Linked DNA regions of Arachis hypogaea: region 2 is linked to region 1. Evidence: chromatin contacts called from public Hi-C data. All regions are on one chromosome and are shown on one strand. The core of a region is the stretch at or near the end of the contact, and the rest is flanking DNA. Distances in the headings are between cores, read along the strand shown.

Evidence for each region. A called contact is a pair of places that touch in the nucleus more often than the background predicts.
Region 2: a Hi-C map of an unstated tissue shows a contact between it and region 1, with 5 times the contacts expected there. The contact joins the promoter of LOC112786933 here to the promoter of LOC112782496 in region 1. A contact is called at or near these places in 3 of 8 Hi-C or Micro-C datasets (leaf and an unstated tissue).

Annotation. Positions count from the first base shown.
Region 1 is chr20:93,345,705-93,348,404 of arahy.Tifrunner.gnm2.J5K5, forward strand. LOC112782496 (polyadenylate-binding protein-interacting protein 12) reads right to left here and starts at 1,376. Exons shown (of 12, transcript XM_025824903.3): 1 at 870-1,376; 2 at 672-720; 3 at 1-577. The coding sequence starts at 478.
Region 2 is chr20:93,632,232-93,634,931 of arahy.Tifrunner.gnm2.J5K5, forward strand. LOC112786933 (protein EMBRYO SAC DEVELOPMENT ARREST 30) reads right to left here and starts at 1,256. Exons shown (of 12, transcript XM_025830306.3): 1 at 764-1,256; 2 at 268-322.

The DNA.
Region 1 (2,700 bases), core at 126-2,625:
GACCAGCCAAGTAACCGTGACTGTTGGCGAGCGACGGCGGCACAAACTCCTCAGCCATGGGGTTCAACTTTGACAGAAGCTCCTCCAAATCCCTCATCTCCCTCTTATAACTCTCACCACAGTTCTCCCCATTCCTTACCGCATTAATCCCAACATACCCATCATTGTTGACCACCATCTGTTGACCCTGGACACCGTTTCCATCAAACCCATTTCGAATCTGACCCACCTGAGCCTTGTAATTACCGTTAGGGACTGACACAACAGTGTTTGCACCTCTATCTTGGTTGAATACACCGTTCAGATTCTGATCACCACCACCACCGTTGACAGCACCTCCACCTCCGCCGCCGCCGCCGCCGCCGCCGGACCTTGCCTTTGATTTCTCCATCTCAGTGGTGTCCGATGAGACAACACTGTTGTCCAAATTTTGACTGGAAGAACCGATTTTGGCCCCAGCATTCTCAGCAACAGCCATGATCACGGAAAAAAGAAGACGCACACACACCCCCAACCCACTTCCCTAGATGTAAAAAAGCTTCCTCCTTTTTTTCAGCTTTCAGGTTTATCAGTGAATCTGTGTCCCCCAACAAAAAAAAAACTATACTAAACTAACAACAAGAGAAAGAGAGAGAGAAATGAAACATAAGAGCATGTTAGGGAAGACGTACCTGGGTTTTAATGTAACAAATTTTCCATTGACATAAGATCAAGCTGATCCTGAAGATCGTCAAAAATAGAGGTTACTTTAAAACCCCACAAAGGGAGAAAAATAAATAAAATATGTATATATGGAAAGAGAGAGAGAGAGAGAGAGAGAGAGATTGGTGAAAAAGAGATAGAGAAAAAGGTTAAAGATATTATCTTACTAATTTATTTACTGAAGAAGAAGAAGGAGGAGGAGGAGGAAGAAGAAGAGGTGAGTGATGATTATTAGTGTTTGTTGGAGAGAGAGAGAGAGAGAGATGATTTATCTTCGGATCGTCCGTTTGAGGGTGCAGTGGGGGTTTGGGAGGTAGCTGGGGAAGCTGAGAAGAGAAAAAGAGAAAAAGAGAAGGTCCGAAATTAAATTGATAACGATGATGAAATGAGATGAGATGATCAACCAATGTATGTATCCAACAGAACAAAATGAATTGAACACAGCAACACCAACACCCTCATTGCTCATTAGTCATTACATTACATTACATTTTTTTCTTTTTTTATTTTATTTTAATTATATTACATATAACACCCAAATAAATTTACTTTCTTTTGCATCAATTTCCATTACTGCCCACCCCCCCCCCCCCCCAACATCTCTCTTTCTCTATCTCCTCTCTCCCTCCCCTCAATTTCTACATACATGTCATGGTCATGCCTTCCATAGCATCGCATCCGCCATCCACAAGGGACATATATATAAAAGAATATTAGGCTAAGGATGCATAGAGTTCAATATGAAAGAATATCAAGTTACTATAGTAAAAAATAAAAAATAAAAAATAAAAATAAATAATATTAGACCTAGTATAACAATCTTTATGTCTAGAGTAAAAATTAATTATTCACTTATAGTCTCTCACGTTTTAGATATAATAAAAGAAAAATCTTTTAAAATAAGTAAATAATAAATTAGTAAAAATTTTAATACAAAATATAATAAAAATTTAAGAAACTGATATTTTACTAGATATATAAAAAAAACTATAAAAATAAGAGAATTATATTATAAATATCTAAAAAAAATTAATATATATTTCTTTGATTGATTTAATAATTACTTACAAGACTTTAAAAGAGAGTTTTGTCCCTTAACAAAAATAAATACTACTTAAAAAATTAGTACAGATCAAATAATAAATTAAAATCACAATACTTTTTTAGAAAAAAGTTTAATTACTCTCTTAGTTCTTATAGTTTTACGAAATTTTTAATTAGGTTCATATACTTTTTTTTTCTTTTAATTGAGTCTTTGGACTAATTTTTTTTTAATTGAGTCCCTATATTTTTTTTCTTTTATTTGGGTCTCAGCACCAAATTTTTTTTAGTTAGGTCCCTATAAAATTAAGTCAATTACTGCTAAGAGGGACCTAATTAAAAAAAATTAGTGCAATAACCCAATTAAAAGAAAAAAAAGTATAAAAATATAATTAAAAATTTTAAAAAACTATAAAGACCAACAAAATAATTAAACCTTAAAAAAATTATAAAACTACAAATTGTCCAAGACTGGAAATTAGAAATTACCCTTTATAAGGATAGTAGTTTGGAAGGCAATGTAAATAAAAAAAGTCTTAGAAAAAGCATAATTATATTAATACGATTTTAGATGATATGAAAAATCAGTTATAAAGAATTAAACATAGACATAAATAAAATAAACTCGTAAAAAAATCTATATACAAATTTTAAAGTCTTGACATAATCAAGCATAGAATAAAACTTAAAATAATAAATTAGGAAAAGACGACTATCAACACAATATGTTTACAGGTTAATAAAATGTCCTTCAAAAATCAAAATTATTCAAAACTCAGAAATTACTATCTATGACCAATTCCAGCAAATATAAGTCTTGAGAAAAAGATACAATTAGTATATAATAGTTTTACCAGTTCTAATTTAGTAGAATAAAATTTAAATCGATTAAGTGAACAAATTATTTTAGATCTAATGTGTAATATAACGATGGTGGCAACCATTTGTAAATTAAAA
Region 2 (2,700 bases), core at 6-2,505, 290 kb after region 1:
AGTCATAAACTTAAAATTAAAATTTGAAATACATATTATCACTAACATTTTAACAACAAACGTCTCAATTTCTAAAAATAACTAATTTGAGCCTTGTTTTTAACATTTCCCATAAAAGACAATTATGACTAGAACTTTCAATAGCATATGATCATAAGTCCTTCGTGCACAGAATATGAACTAATTCTGCCAAATTATTATTTGTCAAAGTCGTCCGCTGCAAATAAAGGGGATAGAAGAAAGCAATAGAGTTTCAAAAGTTTGAACCTTTAGACGAAAAGCTTAGAACCTGAGAAGTGCCAAATACTTATAGTTTAAACCCCTGCAAACAAAACCATGCCACCACAGATTATGCAACAGAATAAACATGAGCAGAACAATATAAATTCACATAACCTATCCACTACAGCTCAATTCACAGAACCAATCCACTATCCAACAATATAAATTCACAGAATAATATAAAAAACAGCACCAACAATATAAAAACAGCACCTCAATTCACCATAATGATATTAAAACAGAAACAAATCAACCCTAAACACCAAAAATCAGAAAGAACAAAAAGGCATCAATCAACCACTACACTACATATATTACACTGTAAAAACAAAATTGGAATGATCTGCCAAGAATCGACAAATTATAATCAACAACAATCAAGATCAACTGAATCAGTTAATCCAACATCAGTTAATCAATTAATCAGTTAAAAAGATTATAATCCAGCAACTGAATAACTTAAAAAAATTAAAAAGCTTACCTGATGATGTGAAGGCAGAACGCGGGCAGAGAAGAGAGAGAGCAAGCACGGCGAAGCAGAGAGCGGCGAGGGGGAGGCAGCAGCGCCGGCGAGCCGCGTCGGATGAAGACGCGACGACGACGATGAGAGACGTACACGAACAACGAGAGGCAGTGAAGGCGCAGGAGCTGGCTGACGCAGGGAAGGCGCAGGGACGACGCGACGCGGACGGAGGCGTCAGATGTGGACTGAGGTACAGACGACGCGACAGCAGTGAAGGAGCAGGAGCTGGCAAACGTAGCGGATTCGGCAACGAGACGGCCACCGTGCGGTGTCGGCGACAGCGGCTCTGCGAGAGTGAGAAGGTTGTGGCGCCGCGTTGAGCTCGCCCGTTTTAGATCTGTTTCAGAGCGAGAGAGTAAGAGCGTGGGTTGGGGAGGGGATCCTTCGCTGGGATTAGGGTTATCTTTTTTTTTTTTTTTTGAAAATTGAACCGGTCCGGATTTCTCAAACCTTCCGGTTCACCGATTTTTATTAAAACCGGCCGGGTCAATTTATGGATTACGGATTTGGGCTTACACACCTTGGCCCAAACAATTGTAAAGTTGACAAAACAAATCGAAAAATAGTCGGACAAAAAACAATCGAAAAATAGTTTTTCAAATTATAATACAGGAAAAAATTTCAGGTATGTCATGTATTTTTTTGGAATTATCTTCTGATCCTTAAAGAATCTGGGTATTTTTTGAATTGTAAAAAAATTTGGGACTCTATTGAAATTTTGTAATTGAGCATTATTTCGGTTATTCAGCCCTCATACTAAGAATTTTTTTTTTTGTATTGCTTCCTGTTCGATCTTGTTCCTCAATATTACCCGTTTTTTCTCCTTCTCTTATCTCACCATAACTCTTTCCGTTGAAAATTTGCATCAAAATTTGCATCTCATTATAACGGTTGAATTTGCTGTGTTAAAAAAAATATAATAAAGATTAGTTAGATATCAGTGGTAGTAGTTGTTAAGATTTAGTGGCTAAGTTTGTTAGAAGAATTCTTGATTCTTGGTGCTTTGACTGAGTCCCTACCTTAACTAGTATATATTTCAGTACGTAAAATCATGCATAATTTAATTCTTTAATCAATTGTGAATGAATTTTCTATCGGTTACTTTTCATCAAATTCTCTCTTCTATATTTTCTTTAGCCCTTACTCATTGCTCACCTTCCTCACGTTTAGCTACTTGCTCGCTACTGTTGGTGAGTGCACAAGAGAGACGATCCATTAAACATAACATACCCTTCCACTATGCCTCCATCGCTGGCCTCATCCCCATCCACTCCGCCCTCGACTTCCTCCTCAATTGCGTCCTAACTATCTCACCACCCTCCTCTCTGCCTACGTCCGCCGCCACATTGTCTACCTTAACTCCAAAGGTCCTGCTACTTTAACACCGGCGCGGCATCATTCATAGATCACAAGCGGTGGCGTGGTAGCGACTACACTACCAAGATCGAGCAGTGGATGGAGCTTCATGATGCGGATCTATGAGGTTGGATCTTTCCTGCGATGATCCAATACTAAAATGAGATGCAAAGGATATAAGAATAACAGGGTCTACTGTCAATATCTAAATGACGGGGATCATTTAGCAATTTAAAAATTTTAATTTGACCTTTTGGTTAGTTATTAATATAAATTAATAAAATTGTACCAAGAATAAATAACAACTACAAATAAAATATTCCACCATGATTTTAAAGAACCCATTTGTATTTTCTCCACCATAGACAATTCCTATTAAAGAAAACATAAAGTTTAGATTTACTGGCAAGAGTACCCGTACAAATTACACGGGATTAAAAGGACTCAGAATGAAAAGAAAACCTATTATTTAGCAAATTTAAAACATAGATTGTCAAGCATCCATAAAAAGAAAAAAGAAAATAAAAACATATCCAATA